Regions from separate parts of the Gossypium hirsutum genome. Here regions 2 and 3 are each linked to region 1. Evidence: chromatin contacts called from public Hi-C data. All regions are on one chromosome and are shown on one strand. Each heading gives the region's core, a stretch centred on a gene start, on an enhancer-like site or on the middle of the called end of the contact. The rest is flanking DNA. Distances are from core to core; before and after follow the strand shown.

Evidence for each region. Hi-C and Micro-C count contacts between places; a contact is called where the count stands out from the background.
Region 2: a contact with region 1 is called in a Hi-C map of leaf, with 1.9 times the contacts expected there. The contact joins the promoter of LOC107925447 here to the promoter of LOC107925491 in region 1. A contact is called at or near these places in 2 of 34 Hi-C or Micro-C datasets (both in leaf).
Region 3: a Hi-C map of leaf shows a contact between it and region 1, with 2.0 times the contacts expected there. The contact joins the promoter of LOC107925483 here to the promoter of LOC107925491 in region 1. A contact is called at or near these places in 4 of 34 Hi-C or Micro-C datasets (hypocotyl, leaf and seedling).

Annotation. Positions count from the first base shown.
Region 1 is chrA01:109,310,736-109,313,435 of Gossypium_hirsutum_v2.1, reverse strand. It overlaps LOC107925491 (tubby-like F-box protein 8), which reads left to right and starts at 1,333. Exons shown (of 6, transcript XM_016856207.2): 1 at 1,333-1,758; 2 at 1,902-1,981; 3 at 2,342-2,700. The coding sequence starts at 2,419.
Region 2 is chrA01:109,176,121-109,178,820 of Gossypium_hirsutum_v2.1, reverse strand. LOC107925447 (protein NLP2) reads right to left here and starts at 1,312. Exons shown (of 5, transcript XM_016856135.2): 1 at 1,022-1,312; 2 at 1-452. The coding sequence starts at 426.
Region 3 is chrA01:109,541,309-109,544,008 of Gossypium_hirsutum_v2.1, reverse strand. LOC107925483 reads left to right here and starts at 1,341. Exons shown (of 2, transcript XM_016856196.2): 1 at 1,341-1,739; 2 at 2,682-2,700. The coding sequence starts at 1,732.

The DNA of each region.
Region 1 (2,700 bases), core at 84-2,583:
TGTCTCAATTGAATATATTATTCCTAAGTTTCATTAATGCTGGGTTTTAAGGAATTGGTAATTCTGAGGACTAAACTAATTTGTAAGAGAAATAAAATTTGCAAGGCAAATATCTTAGGAGTAAAAACTTGGACTAGAATGAGAGGAGGTTCTTTTGTGGTAATTAGTCCAAGGGTATATAAGCAAAATACCCATTTGGAAAATTTCAATGGAGGGAGCAATTAGAGACTTTGTTTCACGATAGTTTTGGTTTTTCTACTTAAAACTTTCCCAAATTTTCTCTCAATTTCATTTTCAACTTTTGGTTTCATTTCAATTTGGTTAGTCAAATTTCTATCTATTTCTTTACTTAAAAAACCAAGCTTCTTCTTCATTTTTCCATAAATGCCGTTGGTTTTGGTGTGAAGAAGAGGAACTTGTGTTCTTGAGAATTTATTGATATAAACTTTGATTTCAGTTCTATTTCTTTTCTTTAGATTTTAATCCTTAAGACAAGATTTCATCATTTTCTCTTCACGTTGGTTTGGAAGTTAAAAAGAGACTTCGAACTTGATGTTTAAATTATGCTTAGTATGAATAGTAAGTGCTTAATCAATGCTTTTGGTAATAATGAGTTGTTGATAGTTATTCAACATATCATATGTTTATATAATCCATTATTTATGCTTTTATAATTAAATGCTTCTATTAATTAACATAAAATAATGTTTGGGTGTAGTTGAAATATCATAGGATATTGAGTTATTGTGTATTGATGAGTTAGATTTATATCTCCCATAACGTTATTATGTTTAAACTGGACTTGTCCAAATGCTAGGCTTGAACGAAGATTTGGTCTAACTCGACCCAAATTCAATTTAAAAAATAAAAAAAATATTTTTAAATAAAAATTTAATTATAAAAGTATATTTTTAATAGTAAAATGGGCTTTTTGAATAGGTCGTACCGGCTCGAAAATAGGTTTAGACTTAAAAAATATTTTAGAACTAAGTCTCAAGCTTGATCCTACTTAATCTATAGTCACCTCTAGTTGGAAGAATATGATGTTGTGTTTTTGTATTTTTATAATACATTAATTATGTTTAATTTTACTTTTGTATTTTGCTTTTTATTTTTATTTTTTTAATTTTTAATATCTTTTAATTTTCTTATAAAATTTAAATTAAATAATAATATTGCAATAATAAGATATATTATATTTCTAAAAAGAATATATAATTTTATTTTTCCAAATTCAAATACCAAAGAAATGAAGTGAAGAAAGTTGAAATATGTAAAGATGCATTAAATCCTTTAATTAATTTGTTTTGTTTAGCATGCGAGAAACGACATAGCAGTTTCCGTCGGTCAGATAGCGCAATGGGAAAAGTCAAAGGGGGCATTTAGTCGTTGGTTGGAGCCTGCTTTTCAGCTCTGTAGCTCAGACATGATGCACCGAGATATTTATTTCCCTTTTTTTTTACTAAAAAATATTCACATCAACCACCTAAGAACTAAAATCAGAACTGAAAGATTAGATCACCCTTTTTCATTGTTGTTTTCCCCTTAAAAATTCAATTGTTGGCTGCTTAGCTAAATTTATTATGAATCTGGAATCCTCGTCTGATAGCGAGAAAAAGTTGAGAAGAAAGAGAAAGTAAGAAAACTCTGTTTAGTTCTGACTTTGATCCCCTTTTCTTTTTTCCCACCGTTCTGTTATGTGGAAAAGTTGTCTGGGTTTTCTTTGATCTTGTTTTAGGATTCGCTGCATGTTTTCAGGTACATAAATCACAGATCACATCCTACTTCGTCAAAATTTTCTTCAAAATCTTCTTCTTCTTCTTCTTCTTCTTCTTCTTCTTCTTTTGTTCTTTTTAATCTGGGTTTGTTTACAAATTTTTATCTTTTTTCATTTTTTGCAGATCTGTGGTGGGTTCTGAGACTAAAACTACGTCGGTTTGATTAGATTCATCTCTGAAATTGAGGTCTTCATTTTTGGAAGGTAAATTATTTATTACTTTTTTCCTTACATAATTTATTGTATGCAGCTTATATCTTTGGGTGAGATAATTCTGTAGTCTCCCATTTATGGAAAATATTTGATGAGAACATATTGAAGTCATCAAATATACATTGTTCTTTTTTACGAGTATAATCACAGGTGCCTAGTTCTACGACTCTAGGATTTAAACTTGATCTTGCGTAAATGGGTTGTTTCTTGTTAGATGGTTAAATTTCTAGCTATTTAGGTTCCTGGGGTTCCATTTGCCTTAGGTTTTATCTCTTTGGCATCTTTTATTTTCTCTTTTCTTCATAACTTGGTGCTTTATTGTGGGAACTGAGTTGTTTGTTTTATGGGCAGCCATTGGCACATAATCAGCGACAGTATTATAATCAGAAATCTTCCCAACCGGTATTGCAATTGAACTGACTCGAGAAATGTCGTTCCGTAGCATAGTTCGTGATGTGAGGGATAGTTTTGGGAGCTTATCTAGGCGGAGTTTTGATGTTAGATTGGTGGGGCATCATAGAGGAAAATCTCATGGTGCTTTACATGATCTGCATGATGAGCCACTTGTAATTCAGAACAGCCGTTGGGCTAATCTCCCTCACGAGCTGCTTACTGATGTGATCAAGAGGTTGGAAGAGAGTGAGAGCACATGGCCTGCACGAAAGAGTGTTGTCGCATGTGCTTCAGTTTGCCAATCATGGAGAGTCATC
Region 2 (2,700 bases), core at 63-2,562, 130 kb after region 1:
TTTTGTAGATTCCTTCAAATATCCAATAGCCTGCATTAGTCTCTCTTTCACGGATAAAGAAGAACCGGATTCTGCGCTTGGTCCTATCCACCATCTACTGCCCAACTCAGTGCCTTGAACTATAAAAGTTCCAGGTTGTAACAATGATGAAGCATTCCCGACAGCTGACCCGTCACGAGGGGGAGAAACTGATCTTTCGGTCTCCCCTTGATGCATTTGATGTAAGTTTGCATTAGAAGGAACAGTAATAGACTGATTGAGATCATTAGACGTAGAAGGAGCAGGCTGCATAAAGTTGAAATCATCATTAGTCTCTAACCAGCACCCTTCAAACAAGAGTTCATCCATAAGGTCCAAATCCATGGCAGCATCCACAAAGGTAGAATTGGGCGAAAAGTCACTGGGAACAGCACCATCGCCTTCCATGTCGACAAATTAGCTTGTAACAGAGCCTATATATTAGATTGGAATTGTAAACATGATCATCATCATGAGCCGAAACACAAAAGCACAGTAAAGATGAAAAATAAAAACAGGAATTTCCAGGAAAGGTTCCTTCTGCCAGAATCCAGAATCCCAATCTGTCCGAGGCGCAGAAACATCGTCAAGAAAAAGTTAGTTTTGAATCATGAACTGCAATCAGAAATGCATTTCAGAAGGAAGAAACCTTCCATAGTTGTTCATTCACAGTTAAAATATAAAAACGGACAATAGTACTGCTATAAAATATAGACCTCAATTGTACTTGCAGGTTTTAGTTGACTTAAAACAAATTAATCCACAAGTCAAACCATCAGCTTCCCCATACAATAATCAAACCCATCGTCCTTAGAATTTGTACTATCAATCATTTCTAAACGCCCCCTCAAACATAAACACCATGAATCCCATTTCTTAAAACCCTTAGTTTCATACAAATTCCCAAACCTTACTGTTAAAAAAACAAAAGAAAAAACAAAAGCAAAAACCCTCACACATACATAAAAACAAACATACAACGAAAGAAAAGAAAGGGACTCACTTTACAAAGAATCTTTGAGAAAAATAAACCCAGTTTGGTACATTGGGTTTCGTTGTCTGTGTACTATAGAGTTTGAGTGAAGCAACCTAATAAATCTAAACAAAGATGTGTTTCTGTTCAATGAAACTTCCTTCTGTTTTCCTTCTTACAACACCCAATCACATAAAAAGGCATTAAAAAGTAAAAGAGAAAACAAAAACAAAAGCGAATATATATATATTAATACAAGCCAATTTGCAACACAGTGATCAGTTTTGGTTGGACTCTGTGGCGGTGTTATTATAAAAACTACTCTCGGAGTCATACGCGTGAACAGTATTCTCTATATGGAAAACATAAGACCCCACTTCAACAACCAATCAGATTTTGTTTACCACAATGGGTAAAAATGGATAGTAAAAACTAAAACATAAAATCTGGGTGTTTTTTCTCTTTAATTTTGGGGTTATGTTGCTTGTTCTTTAGCCTGCTCAGATTCCCTGCATTTCATCTATATATTTAATGTGTGTTTGTACTATTTTGCTTTTAAATCTAATAAGTGGACTCATTTTTTTTTTAATAATTAAAAACAAAGTAGGTTATGCGAAAGAGATTCTTGACCATACCCTCTTTAATTGAACTTCATTCAGTTGACTCAACGTTCTCGGACAGCCACATATGTAACTAAATTTCATTAATGTATGCTACTTATTTTATAAAATAGATTACAAATTTTTATTTACTTGTACAAATTTTAATTTCCCAATTTTTTTTTCATTTGAAATTTAACTCCAAATAATAGATTTTATTTGTAAGATGATAAAAAAATTTCAAAATAATAATTATATTAAACTACTATAATCACTTGGTTAAATTTTTTCTTTATTTTATTTTTATAATACTAAAATTAAATTAATCTATTTAATTAATTAGATTCAATTTTTATAATAGAGTAACTTGTTATGTACTTTCAACCAGCATAAGCTCTAGCGTAGATTTTTTATTTTCTTTTATAGTTGAGTTGAGTTAGATATTATACACTATAATCTATAATTTGTTTTGTTTTTATATTATTTATATATATACTTTTTTCAACATTTATAATATATAATATATTTAAAGACACGAGTTTAGAATTTTTTTTGAACAGACCAACATAACCATTTTTATTCATTATACTAATGAATTAGACATTTAGATATGTTTTTCTTTTATAAGTTTTATCATTTTTATTAAATGAATTTATATACAAACAAATAACTTATATTTTTATTGAATTATTTTATATTTCAATTATTTTGTTTCCATTAACCAAAAAATAAAAAATATTTTATTACATTATTCTTAAATAATAAATTTTAATTATTTATAAAATAGGTAACTTTATATTTCATATATAAAAATTTATAAATAATATATCTCTATAATCTAATCTACTATATTATAATTATATTATGAACTATTATGAATTATTATAGTGAATTTATTCAATATTAAAAAAATAAATAGTGAAGAGTTTAATTTTTTAATATTTCAATTTTTTTATAGTTTAAACAAGAGCTTTAATAATGATTAGGATTTTTTTTATTAGCGCTATTTGTGAATGATCAAAATAATTGATATATTTTATTTATGTTTATTATTTATTATTTTGAATAATATTATTTTATATTAATTATATGAAGTAAAATTATATTCTA
Region 3 (2,700 bases), core at 92-2,591, 230 kb before region 1:
GTCCAAGCCCATTTTTCAGGCCTATATTTTTGCCCAAACCCTCCTACATTTCGGGCGGGCCTTCGGGCCGGGCTGAGTAGCCCGATCCATGAGGAGGTCTAGTCCACATGTACTCCATTTTAATTTTTTAGAATTTTTATGAACTTTTTATATATTTTTAATTTTTAATTTAATTTTTTGATTTTTATACTTTTTGAATTATTTGTTGACATTAAATATAATACAAATGATGTTATATTAGGATGTGAAATATATTTTTTGAATTATATATGTATTAATACTTTTAATAATAGTTATATATTATATTATTTTATGTATTAATAATATATTAATTTAATATATCAGTTTAAAGCTAAGTCAGGTAATTGATTTCGACAATAATTATATAATATATTATTATATTATCATTAAAGTTTAAATTTATAGATTTTAATAATTAATAATTAATAATTTTATTATATTTATTATACATACATAATCATAGTATTAAAGTATTTTATATTAAATTAATGTTTTTAAAAATTTATTTAACTTTATAATTGAACATAAAAAAATTATTAATTGCATTTCCTATTAATAAAATTTTAATATAAATATACAATGCTTATTAATAGAACTATTAATGGTCAAATTATCCGGCCTGGCCTGAAGGCTCGTCAGAAAAAGTGGGAGGATTTTGGCAAAAAATTAAGGCCCGTTTTTAAAACGGGCCTTGCCTCGGGTAAGGCATTTTTGCCTAGGCCCGACTTGGCCAGAATTCACAAAAAGAACAAAAAGAATCTATTTTTTTTTTGTTGTTTTAATGTTATTTTCTTATCGTTTTCTCTCTATTTTGTTACTATTTCACTATTTTATTGTTACTGTTTGGATATTATATAACACTTATTTTATTGTTAATTTTGTTATTATTTTAGAGGCATTTACTTGTCAAGATGCATCTATCCTAGTGTTATTTAAGTATACATATTTTTAAAATTTTATTTTTAATTTGTTGGGAAATATTTATATTAATGTTTTTAATATTTTTGATGCATTATATATATTTAAAATTTATATAAAAAATTTAATATGGGCAGTTCGAGCCCGTATTTTACCATTTTCATCCGAGTCGGGCTTAGACAATTTTAAGTCCATTTTTTAGGCCTAACCCGAGCCTAGGATTTTAGTTAGACCTGACCCATACCTGACACGACCTGGCCCATGAATATCTCTACCCATAAATATATTTTCAAAAAAAATATCATTTATTTTTATTTTAAATAACCTCATAAAATTATAATAATTATTAATATCATTATGATTGTTCTGTTATAAATGTGGACTTTTTGGAGCTTTGAGTGAATTTATCTCAAGTTCAGGTCTGATGGATCTTATACTTCGATCTATTATAAACTTGGATTTTTTTCAAACTCAAACCTTTTCGGACTCAAATTTATTTTTGAGCTCAAACTCAAATTCGGATGGACACAAACAGACTTTCGGGTTCAGGCCTATTGCTAGGTATGGCTAACAACGTGGAACTTGGAAGTAGTTGTGAGCGGCCTTACCTTATCCCTTTTTACGAGGCAGTGAGTGAAGTGAACCATCAGCCAAGCCCACAATACTGGCTCTTCGATTTTTGATTTCTCAATGTAACCGCCTCTCTCAACTTTCTTCATCATTCATCTACCACAGATTCAACTGAGCGTGCTTTTCACTCGCCACTATCTAACCTCTCTCCTCCACGATCAAATGAGAACGTGAGTAGCACTTCCATTTTACGTTGCGTGATTTTGCTTTCCCCAAGGAAATAATATCCATTAATCGGATATTTGGAATATCGGATTCGTCGACTCATTTCTACGCTACAAAGCTTTGCGCATGGCGCTTATATCATTATTATAGCTTCTCCGTTTTCAATCCTTGGCCAAACAAAACCCTAAAATTTTCTCTTAATTTTCCCCCAAATTCACTCTTCTTTTCCCTGGTACGTCTCGTCGTGTTGGTTTTACTGTTTCCCGCTCAATATTCTTGTCTTACGTAGTATATATTTTGAGCTTTCACTACTTCTATTTGGGTAAAAATCATAGTTTCATATTATAACGTGAATCTACTGCTAAATCACGTTCTTTCGATTCATTGAACCTATTAATTCTGGATGTTTGTTTCTCATACGAGACTTGGTATCTCCAACTGACCCATTATCTCGATCTAGATATTCGCAACTTTTTTTTATCAAACTGGTGAGGTCTTTCAATTTCGTCCTTTTAAATTATGAATTTTCACGTCATAATTGGCTTGCCCATTGATTGGGCTTGTTCTTTTGCGATGTTGATTTTCAAGGATGATCTAATTCACTTGTAATTGTAACATGGATGTTAATTTTGTCAAGGGTTTCTTTTCTATTGATGTTCTTTTAGATTGGTCTATGTCAATTATGGCTGAATCTTTGTAATGTTTGTTTTAGGATTATGAACCTTGAATCTTTTGGTATCACTAGGATTTTATTTTAACTTGAATTTTCATGTCATTGGTGGATTGCTTTCTGGAAATTTCATTTTGCTATGGTGTAGACATTATTGTTCATAGGCTAAAAGCTTTAGAAATTTAAGCACTCCGGGTAATCTAGCTGTTTTTATATGTTGGTCTCAGATTATTTCTGCAGTCATAAGATTTTTTTGATTTTGCATTCTTTTTTGAAGGTGTAGTTTGCAAATGGCA